4 separate regions of the Mus musculus genome follow, and all the other regions are linked to region 2. A link is a contact called in public HiCAR-type, HiChIP or PLAC-seq and promoter capture Hi-C data. All regions are on one chromosome and are shown on one strand. The core of a region is the stretch at or near the end of the contact, and the rest is flanking DNA. Distances in the headings are between cores, read along the strand shown. Region 1 overlaps Adprm (ADP-ribose/CDP-alcohol diphosphatase, manganese dependent). Region 2 overlaps Myh13 (myosin, heavy polypeptide 13, skeletal muscle). Region 3 holds the start of Pirt (phosphoinositide-interacting regulator of transient receptor potential channels). Region 4 holds the start of Myh3 (myosin, heavy polypeptide 3, skeletal muscle, embryonic).

Evidence for each region. Promoter capture Hi-C pulls out the DNA fragments that hold promoters and counts their contacts. HiCAR-type assays count read pairs that join an accessible place to other places. HiChIP or PLAC-seq counts read pairs in DNA pulled down with a chosen protein or histone mark.
Region 1: a contact with region 2 is called in a HiCAR-type map of embryonic stem cells, with 4 times the contacts expected there. The contact joins two enhancer-like sites. A contact is called at or near these places in 6 of 39 promoter capture datasets (cranial neural crest, embryonic stem cells, hippocampal neurons and 3 more), 15 of 484 Hi-C or Micro-C datasets (cortical neurons, embryonic stem cells, epiblasts and 5 more), 8 of 115 datasets of contacts at active chromatin or transcription factors (embryonic forebrain, embryonic limb bud and embryonic stem cells) and 2 of 9 other capture datasets (adipose tissue and liver).
Region 3: a contact with region 2 is called in an H3K27ac HiChIP or PLAC-seq map of embryonic stem cells, with 4 times the contacts expected there. The contact joins the promoter of Pirt here to the enhancer-like site in region 2. A contact is called at or near these places in 17 of 39 promoter capture datasets (the 3T3-L1 cell line, the HPC-7 cell line, cranial neural crest and 9 more), 27 of 484 Hi-C or Micro-C datasets (the Ba/F3 cell line, adipose-derived mesenchymal stem cells, cerebellar granule neurons and 10 more), 1 of 115 datasets of contacts at active chromatin or transcription factors (embryonic stem cells) and 2 of 9 other capture datasets (embryonic stem cells and pancreatic islet).
Region 4: a contact with region 2 is called in a promoter capture Hi-C map of embryonic stem cells, with 2.7 times the contacts expected there. The contact joins the promoter of Myh3 here to the enhancer-like site in region 2. A contact is called at or near these places in 14 of 39 promoter capture datasets (the 3T3-L1 cell line, the C10 cell line, cranial neural crest and 8 more), 1 of 484 Hi-C or Micro-C datasets (embryonic stem cells), 4 of 115 datasets of contacts at active chromatin or transcription factors (the HL-1 cell line, embryonic stem cells and kidney) and 1 of 9 other capture datasets (embryonic stem cells).

The regions. Positions count from the first base shown.
Region 1 is chr11:67,041,889-67,044,588 of GRCm38.p6, forward strand. It overlaps Adprm (ADP-ribose/CDP-alcohol diphosphatase, manganese dependent), which reads right to left. Exons shown (of 5, transcript NM_025510.3): 3 at 1-219. The coding sequence starts at 193. Among named protein-coding and RNA genes, the nearest start is that of Adprm, 9.4 kb to the right of the region's middle. Within about 2 kb of position 1,298, at least 31 of the 459 cell types and tissues checked have an H3K27ac peak or open chromatin away from gene starts, as enhancers often do. A contact at or near this core is called in embryonic stem cells, where this site is marked.
Region 2 is chr11:67,344,326-67,347,048 of GRCm38.p6, forward strand. Myh13 (myosin, heavy polypeptide 13, skeletal muscle) reads left to right here. Exons shown (of 39, transcript NM_001081250.2): 15 at 480-553; 16 at 656-743. Among named protein-coding and RNA genes, the nearest start is that of Gm40029, 4.8 kb to the right of the region's middle. Within about 2 kb of position 1,381, at least 19 of the 459 cell types and tissues checked have an H3K27ac peak or open chromatin away from gene starts, as enhancers often do. A contact at or near this core is called in cerebellum and embryonic stem cells, where this site is marked.
Region 3 is chr11:66,910,319-66,913,298 of GRCm38.p6, forward strand. It overlaps Pirt (phosphoinositide-interacting regulator of transient receptor potential channels), which reads left to right and starts at 1,673. Exons shown (of 2, transcript NM_178656.3): 1 at 1,673-1,824. All of the region lies in intron 3 of Gm12298 (predicted gene 12298), which reads right to left.
Region 4 is chr11:67,076,951-67,079,842 of GRCm38.p6, forward strand. Myh3 (myosin, heavy polypeptide 3, skeletal muscle, embryonic) reads left to right here and starts at 1,350. Exons shown (of 41, transcript NM_001099635.1): 1 at 1,350-1,374; 2 at 2,189-2,199.

The DNA.
Region 1 (2,700 bases), core at 48-2,547, 300 kb before region 2:
TGCTGCTTTCTTTATTCCAGTCTTCGATGGCACCCTGTAAGTGAATAAGACTGTGTCGGTAGTACCTCCGCCGGCTTCTTTGATAATTGTATCCATCTTCTAAATCTGCGTATTGAATATCTGCTATAACTCCGAAGGAAAACAGTGGCTCTGAAGCATCAGCCGGGGAACTGGGCACCAGCTTATCAGCCATAACCTCCAAGCAGACTTCTAAATAAGCTAAGGAGAGGGAAAAGAGACCCACGTTAAAATACTACAGCCTTCCAGTGGACAGAAGAAAATGACAAAAAGGTTAATCCACTAGACAGCAAGACAGACAGACAAGTGTGAAGGCACTGAGGTCTTAGCTCTGAAATGTTTCAGTTCTCATCCGTAAAGATGATAACCTCTCTCACTCAGAAGACTAACCATTTACAAGAGGGCACTACCAAACTGAACATCAGGAATTCCAACCACAATGGCCAAATTCAAATCTGGAAACATTTCTTACTTTGCACCCATTTTAAACATTGGGGATTTGTCAGTTGCTATGTATACAAATGCTAAATTCAAGAGCTGGCTGCCACCCAGACAAGTGCATCCTCACATACACCAGCCCTTGCTGTGTAAACCTTGCTCCCCGCTTTAAAGCTATTGGTTAATAAAAGGCTTGAGCCTGAGACTGGGTAGTAGAGAGAGAAATGTGGGACCTGAGAATTGAGTGAGGGGTCTCAGGAGAGACCATGGGGGCTGGGGGGAGTAGGAAGGAGAGAACTGATGGAGGAAGGAGGTCACCATGAGGCCAAAAGCAGCTTGTCCTGAGGACACACATGGAACAGAGCCAGCCCAGTGAGACTGAACGGTAAGTAGCACGGGGCCTATGGTTTGGATAAAGGTGAGAATACTCAGAGCCTGCCCAGTCTAGGCTTACAGCTGGGAAATAAAATAACAGGTTTTTATGTCTTCTACACGGGCTAGCTTGAAACAAGTATTTCATTTACATAAAACCGCACCCATCCCACAGCACCGTCACACTCACTCAGCCACCTACTTCCCACAGCAGAGCCCACTCTGGGATGCTCCGGCAGGCCAAGGCTTTTTTCTTTGCTGATGAGCAGCCTGCAGAAAGAAGTCTTTCCCTTTAGTATCTGAGGGAAGACAGCAATGATCTGAAAAGAAGGTAGTTTAATGACAAAAGTCCCCAGAGGCTTGGGAGTTTGGTGTCCCGCCCCAGTCGGTGGCATTTATGGGTAGGTGCAGCCTTGTTGGATTAAGTGAGCCACTGAGGGCAGGCTTTCATTGTTTAAAGCCCCGCCCCCGAGCTACTTCCAGTCCACCCTCTGCTTCATCCTGCCGTTGACCACGCCCTCCCTCGGCTCCCTGTGGTGCCATCATGCCTGCCTGATACAGCAGACTCACAGAGCGGGGGTGGGGGGCTACTGTTGGAGACAGGGTCTCTCTATGTAGCCCTGGCTATCCTAGTACTCCCAGTGTAGATCAGGTTAGCCTAGAACTCACAGAGATCCACCTGCCTCTGCTTCCCAAAAGTATGTGTTACCTCACCTGGATATAAAAGATTCTTATCCCTCTGAACTCTACGGCAAAATAAACTCTACCTTCAGTTACTTTTGGTCATTGTTTTTTTAAATCACAATAGAAACGTAACTAATATAAAGAAGAATAATTCAAAAATTCAAAAAAGCCCAGTATATGGGCTGAAGAGATGCCCAGAGGTCGAAAGAGCTTCCTCTAGGGTGCCTGAATTCCCAGTACCCAGGTCAGAAAGCTCACAACCACCTGTAATTGCATCTACAAACACAGGGACCTGATATCCCCTTTGTGCTTCCTAGGGCTCTCAAACAGATGGGTGTGTACTCACACAGAAATATATAAATGAAAACTACAAATGCTATGACATCACTGCACCCACTGTCCTTTCTATGAGCAGGTGAATTCTAATTTGAACCGGTTCTCCTAATCTTAGAACCAGGCCCCAGATTCTGAGCCAGAACAGAAAACACAATCTTTTCATCCCACACGTAATCTCCACTTAAACTCTAGAAAGTATCTCATTAGGTTATTTATAAACAGAATTTGTAATGCTAAAAGAACCAAGAATACTAAGGATTATGACAAACATAAAAGGCCAAGGTGCTAAATTACAAACTATTCTTATTATGAAAAAAAAAAAAAAACAAACCAAACCAACCAAACAACCAAACAACCAAAAACAAAAAACAAAAAAACCTCTGTAGTTCTATCTGAATTGACCAAAATCTAGCTGTTGCTAAAAATTCCTGACTTTCTAAAATCCTTCCGACTCCTGGTCACTAACCACCTGCTCTGCCTAACCAAGTTCCTACTTTAAATCTCTAAAGAAACATGAAATCGCAGTCTAAGCTTCTAAGCTACTCCTAACAGAAAGGCTCCAACTCCATATTCCGCACAGGGGCCAGGCTCCAGCTAGACATGAGAATGGGGGCTCTCCTCACTCTGACACTGCTGTCACTGGATGGGTCACTGGGTACAGGTTGCTGCCTGCCAAACCTGATGAACCGAGTTCAATTTCTAAGACCCACATGGTGGGAACAGTAAACTCCAGCCCTCAAACGGTCCTCTGATCTCCACATATGCACTGTGTCACACATGTATCCTGTACATAATTATTTTCCTTAACGTTTTTAAAAAGTGTTTAAATTTGTTCTCTTCTTCCAGTCTCCA
Region 2 (2,723 bases), core at 131-2,630:
GCAGATTCCAGGATACTGAGAGCTGTTCCTATGATCTCAGCACTGGGGTAGTAGAGGCAGGATTGCTACAAGTTCAAAGCCAGGCTGGGTTACATAGCAAGACCCGGTCTCCAAGATAAAAAATAAAATCAAACTATCAATAATAAAGGGGTAAATACAGGAGAGAGATTCCAATCATGGAGAAGAATGTCTCAACCCATTTGACTAAATGTCAGACTCCCCAAGAAGAGGACTGTCTTCCTACACCAAGAGTGTGTATTATGGCTCTCTGCTAAATGTCACCACATCCCACCCCAGCCTATTAGCACACTGATAAAATTGAGTGTCCCCAAATCAGAGAGAGCTTAGGTGTGTGCTAAGAACAACCCAACAAAACTTGGGCCAATGCAGTCAACATTCTTGCCACTGAGCTCAGAAGAGGGCGTGTATAGATCCTTCCCCTAGACCACCTGACCCCAATTCTGTGTGTCCCCCTGCAGGTGACTCCGCAGGAGGCAAGAAGGGAGGAAAGAAGAAGGGCTCCTCCTTCCAGACTGTGTCTGCTGTGTTCAGGGTACGTGGTTTCTCTTTTGATATCTTCCTCTTTCACTTGTTTCTCTGTCCAGTGAAATGGCATGCACTAAGAGAGATGTGCTTGCTTCTATCTGTGCCCCAGGAAAACTTAAACAAATTGATGACCAACCTAAGGAGCACCCATCCTCACTTTGTGCGATGCCTGATTCCCAATGAGACCAAGACTCCTGGTGAGTGACTCTCCAGGCTAGAATGGGACTCACTAAAATGTGTGTACATTCCTAAGGATGGGCTGAAGAGAAGAGAGGAGGAGGTGGCTTAGGAAACCATTTAAAGTTCAGAACGTGGGGCATAGAGGTGTGCACTGCCAATCCCGCAGTTCCTAAGGCTGAGGCAAAAGGTTGTAGTTTGATGTCAGCCATGGCAGCAAGACAAGATTCTGTCTCAAAAACCAAAAGGGGAAAAGAAAAAAGAAAAAATGGGTTTGACATATTCATACAAAGGCAATACAGAACTCTCCTTGGGCCATCTGGAAAGCATGGAAGGCTAGGAGCCAAAGACAGCATGATCCCTGGCAAGGCTCAACTCGGAATTCCTAGTGAGCTTCAGTGAGAGGAACCTGGGAAGACAGCCTCTACACTGTTGCTGCCTTGCAAAGTCTCCCACAGTTTCCTATCACACAATAATATTCTTTTTTGGAGTTTAGTGTGGCCTCCACCCCAAAAGGCCCATCACCAGATAAAGGTCTTTAAGTTTTCTCCCAGCTGCTCTGTAATTCTGCTTTTGTCCCTGCCCTTGACTCTCCCAGAGCTATAGCCTTGACCTTGTCTGCTTGCTTCTGGCCACAGCAATGACATGCCCACAGGGCTCCTTCCCACTAGCTAGGGGCTGCTTTAATCTGGTTACTCACTTCAACTCAAACCTACACCTTATGAGGTAGGAGCTACTGTTCTGCATATTTTACAAATGAAGAAATTGAGACATATTAGATTTCAAGAAATTCCTTTTCCCAAAGTCCAGCATTTAGACAAAAGCTCTGGCTTTTTAGAAGATAGTTTCTGCTCATTAAAAGGAGTCATTCTCCTTATCTCTGGCAAAAGAAGCTGCATGGGTTGCTCCTCCTTAACTGTGCCTGGGCTGCCTATTTAACATATCAAAGGGAATCATTGCAGGCTGGTCTCTCCCAGCACTGTCTGTACCTTTACAGAGTTCTGGCTCCTCCATGCACTTCTCACCCCACCCTACTCTCAACTTCCAACCCCCTGAGCCTCACTTCCCATCCCCCTAGCTTCTTGGACTCCTCTACAACCCAGCCATTTTGGCTATCATTCTCTTGGTCTCTTGGCCTCTTGGTCTCTGGGTTCCCAGGGAACTCTCTTTGTCCCCTCTCTCTTCTCTTCCTCTCTCGCTCCCCCAGTTCCATGACCAGGTTCAGTCTGCTGGTCAAGTTCAATCTGGACCATCCCAGTTGTCTGTGTCTCTTGCTCTCTACAATAAACCTTCTCTTCAACTCACACCTGGGGGCACCACGTCCTCATTTTTTCCCCAAGACACAGAAGGTCCCTTTCATGCGGTTGGTAAACAGCACAGTTGGGATTTGAACCAGTAGGAATCACATTCATGGACTGAAATACACTGTGTCTCATTAATATGCATAATCATGCTTTGTGCATTTGTTAAAAGTAAATAACCAGGGGATCCTAAGAGGAGATGTGAAAAATGAAAAATATAAACCACAAATATTGTGTGCTATAAAATCAAGAGAAATGAACACCAATGTGTTATTAAAGAAATAAGAAATTTTATTTATATATTTAAAGATTTCTCTAATATAACCAAGAAGTAGAAATGTTGGAAATTTGCCAAAAAAGAATAATTCACTTTTTGATAAAGCTGGAAGAGAAATTTTAACAGTACCCTAAGACCATGAGAATCATAAGAGTCCCTTAAATGGATTTTCTATTCAAGATAGGATGAAGCTATTACCATAGAAAATGGAAAGGAACCAAAACCGGTAGGAAACGAGGGAGGGGAAACCAGACTGAAAAAAAATGTCTACGGTTTCCTGCACAAATCCTCCTGGAATTCTGATAGGGATATTTCCTCCACGGTTTTTACCAGTCTTTCTGCAGGGAATTCCCACCCGGTGGACCTTTGGGCAGGGATGGCAGTGTCCTACATTTGCACAGTATGGTGTCGTAGCCACCAGC
Region 3 (2,980 bases), core at 423-2,922, 430 kb before region 2:
TGTTGACCTGAGTGGTGAGGGGAAAAAAAAAAGAAAACTACTCCCAATTCTGGCAAGTTGTCCTTTGACAACCTACCCCACTCCCACCATACACACACACACACACACACACACACACACACGTGCCTGCTATACACAAAACAAATAAATGTAATTTAAATTAGGGATGGTAACATCTAATAAATAAATGAGTCCATTAATAAAGGAAGGCTTAGAGAACTAATTTGTGTAAGGCCAAAGAGAGAATAGCAATATATCTCTTTATACGCCACATGGGGTTTTGTAGTAAATAGTGAATTATTATATAAATAAAAATGCCTAGAATAATAAGTAGCACAGAAAAAACAATAGATTAGGCATTAACTCTTAGTGATGGTTAGTTCTGCACCATGTAGCCACATCCTGAAAAGGGAGAAGAAAACATAGAAATCTGAATTTAAAGAAAAATAAGTTCTTGTCTGCATTGCACAACAACTCATCCCAGGGCTCCTTGGCACCTGATAACTCCAGTCTCAGAAGCTGATCTGAACACAGAATAAGAGGCACCTACGTCAGAGAAGTGGCACCCACTAAATCCTTCAAAGTCAACTCCCTGGAGCCCTTAGCCTCCCTTCTTTCACTCCCTCAGCTGAAGGGTTCAGCTTTCAATGTCACCAAACACTGATGACATAGCCAAGCCCTCTTCATCTTTGCAAGTCATGAAAATCAAAAGGCTTGAGACGGAAGAGCCCATGGCTTTGAACTTGACTGGCTTTAGGCCTCCCTGATGACTCTTGGGAAAGACTTTTTTTTACACTCCACAGAGGAAGCCCCCAGTGTATCCTTGCTGGTATCAAAGTCCCCCTCCTGCCCCACCAGTAATGGCTTCCATCTTCTCAGAATAGCTGGGAGAAAGACAACCAATTAGTCTGGCCACCAGAATCTTAAATAATACTGCCGACCGCAGGGTATCCATCGACACCTTGAGAACTGGCATCCCATCAGCTCACACTGGCTTCCCCCACGCCCGGGCAGACGGGCTCAACAGTGGACGTCCTTCTGCCTCTTGCCATGATTTGCTTGCTTATCTTCATGATTGTAACTGGCATCTCACAAAAAAGATCAATAGAAAACTAGTGGGCTAGATGGGAGAAGCAAGAAGGAAATTCTTTAGACCTATCCCCGAGGGACATGTCTTGGCTCCTGGCATTGTGTAATGAAGGGTAGCCATCATGAGTGTGATTACTGGGGTGCTCCCAGAGATACTCCTTGCATCTTGGAGCTAAAGGTGTTCCCTAACTCAACAAACACAGAGCTCTCCAACATCCAAAGCAGGAAGAGAGGCCCAGATCTCACTATCAATAATACTGCCCCGAACACAGCTTCTGAGCCAGGCACACATATCACATGTAACCCACCATCACCACCTCACACCTCCCCCATCCCAGAACCTCCACAGCCTGCTGAACCTAGGTCAGGATCCTCTCTGCCCAGGCACTACCAGCCAAATACACACTTCTACTGAAACTCAAAGGCACACTGCAGAAAAACTTCATTAATTTTTCACAAGATTTGTCTAATAGTGGCTGAGCAGAGCTGAGAAAGCCACATTCGAGTGCCTGCGCCAGCAGGTTGCAAAGAGTTAACCCATTAGGCCACATCCTGGTGAGCTCATCCCAGCCGGAGCCTGCTCAGTGGCTGGGATTCGCAGCACACTGATGTGGCCAGGGTGCCTTTCTCCAGCTGGGATGAAGGACTTGAGCAGAAACTCATTGCCAGCTTCCTCCCTACGCGAGAGCCGACTGAGTCCCAGGTCCCCAGTCTTCCCCCGGGACGTTGTGCACGGTAAGTAAGAAAAAGGATCCCTCCACCCTCACCCACCTTGCCCTGCCACCCCAGTCCCAGCCCTTTGCTATGTCTCCCTGGAAAGAAGGACGGTTTGAAGTTTGCTTTGGAGTGCGTTGAGTCTCTGAAGTAGAGTTGGAAGGCAGTGTGAATACTAAAGATGAGATGGAATGAAGTTAGTTAGCTTCAAGCAGGCTGGATGGGCTGCCCTGAGAGACAGGCAGAAGTGGGCTGAGCTGGGTATCTCCTGCTGTACACCTGGGGAAAGACACCATGTGCAGTGAGGGCTGCCCTGCCTGTGGAGCTCTGAGCCTTTCTCCCTTGGAAGCCATTAAAGGGAAGGAATGAGCGGGCGCAGAAGCGGCAGCGTGTCAAGTGTTAGGACACCCGGAGACCTCGGAGTAGTGGGCATAGACTGTCTGTCCCCTGGGCATCCTCCATCCAACCTCAGCAGCTGCGGGTCTGCCCCTCCTTCCTGCAGGTGTGGCCGGTGCCCTGGCTGAGTGCCAGGGAAACAAGGCGGAGTACCCTGGCTTGGGCAGTCTTCACTTCAGGAAGGAGGGAGCAAGACAGGTACACAAAAACACAGACAAAGGCATGGCTTGCTCAGACAGAGGGCGGTGGGACTCCGCCCCTAGGTAAAGCCAAGTGTAACAACACATCATATCCCTTGAGATTCTTTTTCCAGCCTGGAGCCCCACAGGGCCCATGCACTGGTTGTGTGACCCGAAGAGGAAGGTGAGTGGCTCCCTCCAGATAGCTCTGAGCTCAGAGAAAAAGGTCCCCTTCCCGAGAGCGCTGTGAGCCCTGGAACAGATGGAGGCTGTGACGATAGCAGCAACATATTCCACACTCTCTCTTCTTTATCAGACCAGGCACAGGGCCACACACACCTTATCAGAGGAGTCGACATCACCAAATGAAGTCCTGGAAGTGAGGCAGTACAGCAAGAGGAGATAAAGACCCTGGAGAGTTGCATCTAGCCTCTGGGGCTGAGCCCTGACAGTGGGAAATTCCGGGAAAGAGAGAGACCTACTCTCTATCCATACTGGGTCCTGCTCTGGATAAGGAGACCACCGCAGGTCGATTATGCAAAGCCTGTGGCCTGCCTTTGGCACTTCCTACCAGCTGACCCTTGCTGAGGTCACCAGTGCCC
Region 4 (2,892 bases), core at 100-2,599, 270 kb before region 2:
TGGCCTCTCTGCTATGAAATTGCCTAAATCTTGGAAGGGAATGTGTGAAGGCTGTATGACTCATTGCCCACAAAATGGTTTATGTTGGGGAAAGACTATCTTCCGATTCCACTCTGCCTTTTTGAAGAGTCCTCAATAGGAAAGAACATACAGAGGATGTTTAATAATGGTCCCTATGGCCGGGCGGTGGTGGTGCATGCCTTTAATCCCAGTACTTGGGAGGCAGAGGCAGGCAGATTTCTGAGTTCGAGGTCAGCCTGGTCTACAAAGTGAGTTCCAGGACAGCCAGGGATACACAGAGAAACCCTGTCTCGAAAAAAATAATGGTCCCTATGAAGACTTTGGTCCTGCTTTCTCCCTTCTTCCCTTACCAGTGTATGGGTAGGCTGTAAGAGGACAGTCCATATTCTCAAATGGGATGTATTGGCATGAAGTTCTCTATTAAATGAACAACCATGACCCCATACAACTCAGACCCTCACCACAAAGACTGGACCAGGAAAGAGAGGAATGGAAATGGACAAAAATGTCAACTGTACCTTAATTCTCTTGTTAAGGTTTAATTTTCCAGTCCTGATTTAGAAATGACAGCATCTGTTAGGCGATACCCATCCCCCCTTTCTCTTCAGGCCACTACCGTTCCCCTCGCCCCCTATCTAGGCTGGCAGCTGGCCTTTCCTAATTGGTAATATGTCTTGATAACCACAGGCCCCTAAGCAGCTGTCACTGTGAACATGGGCTGGTGGCATAGCTCCCTGTCATTTACTTGCTTGTTGGTCCTGCTAGTGCTTAAGAAAGGATTAAGTAAATAATTATAGTAATGAGACAGAAAGTAATGAGGGGAAGGAGAGAGATGGAGAAGGAGAAAAAAAAAACTATAATCCAACTGCACAAGTTTTACAGAGTTTGGCTCATAACCGTGAGGGGACTTCAACAAGTTCAATTCTACTTTATCTTCGATGAGCTTTCTAAGCAAATAGCACAACTGTGTGTCCCCTGTTCCCAAGTGGTAGTGGCTTCAGCTGATTTCAGGGTGGGATGGCCTGCAGGATGGAGCCAGGTAGGGGCTCCTAAAGCAAAGGAGATCCCATTGTGCTAGGTGGAGAAGCTACAGCCCTGAGTTCACAGAGCAAGGCATCTCAAATTCCCAGCTTTCTACAGTTGGAAAAAATGGTTTCGGACCCTGCTCATTTCTATATATACTTTTCCCTTGGCAACGGCGAAAAATACGTGTGGAGGGGGCCAGTTCTCAGCCTGTGGTGTCAGTCATTCTCTTTCCAAATATAGAGGAAGAATGAGCCCAGGGGGTTAGTGGTGGCCTATAAAAGCCCAGGGGGCAGCTCTCCTCTATGCTTCTCTCTGTCACAGTCAGAGGTAAGTCTTACACTTTCCTAGTATCTCTGTGGCATTTACTGCTTCTAGACCTGATTCGGCCACTGCCCTGGACTGTGGCCCTCCCTGGCTTTGTTATAGCAGGCAAGCCTCTTTTCTCTTCTCAAGGCGTTCTCAAGGAATACAGTAGAGTGAGATGCGAGACCCAAGAGCCCAGCATCCCACTGCCTCTAGCAGATCATCGAAGCTGGGGTCCTGCCCACCCTTTCTTTTCTCTGCTTGGGAAGGATCCTGTTGGACAGGCATGGGCCTGTCCACCATGGCTCCATGTTCTCCTGTTGCCTCTCTGATCCACAGAATGAACAGGGGACTCTGTGTTTCCTACCTGGACGCTATACCTGCTGGGTGTTTAGTGGCCTCAAGACTACATGTTTGCTTAACAGGTTTAAATTAGCCAATCTCAGCATCGTCTCCATTTTCAGATAACCAGGAGGCCTGTCCCCACCCGCTAACAGAAGCTTTTATTGGCAGGGACTCAGTCCATTTAGAATCCCTGCCCTGTTCACAATGAAGGATCTTGCAGTCTGAAGAAATTGTCAGAGTGGGCTGGAGGAGCCAACCTGCCAGGCAGTTGGTAGTTATGCCTAGCTGTAGACTATGATCTGTCTGCAGTCCTAGGGCTTGCCTCAGAGCTAAGGATCTTTCTGACTGTCTAGTCCTTTGTGTGTCTTAGTTGAGCCTCACCAAGGTCTGGTTCGTCACAGAAGCAGACATCACGGTGGCCACTAAACTCTGTGTGCATGCTCTTGCAGGTCCCATACGTCCACAACTGCTGCTGCTCTCTGCTGTCCTGCAGGTGTGACTCAGGTGAGCATTGGGGCCACATCCCAGAGCTTCAGGAAGTCTTCAGGTAAACCCAGATCACCCATTGCCCCCTCATGCCTGTGCCCCCGAGGAGTTACAGAGCTTAACGGAGAAGTGCAGGCTTCATCCTCAGGGGTGCGGCTAGAGGTTCCCATCTATTCTCTATGGTGGTTTGTTGTTCCTTTGTTTTTTGAGACAGGATCTCACTGTGTAGCCCCAGATGGCATTGAACTCTCTAGGTAGACCAGGCTGGCTTCAGACTCACAGAGATCCACCTGTCGCAGCCTCCGAAGTTCTGGGACTAAAGGCATAGACCACCATGCCTGGCCTTCAGTCTATTCTTAGCATGGGAGGCAGAAACCATGTCGATTCAAAACAGTTCAAAGCTGTCTCTGCCATTTTCTGCTTAGTATTCTCTCTTTAAGGAATTCTTTTACCTTTTTTTTTTCATGGAATGCCTTTACTTCTTTTTTTTTTTTCATGGTATTTAATTTTGAATGTTCTGTTTGCTCTACCCGTGCTTCTCAGAAAAGGAAGACATAGTGTCAAAAGTGGCATTTCAAAGGCCCCTTCACCAGGCTGAAAGAATGGAGATGCTTGGAGTAAATAGATTCTGTCTAAGCCCGTGGCATTCATTAGCAACTCAACAAATATGAGCGGATTATATTCCCAGTGCTGAACCCTTGTGTGAAGCGC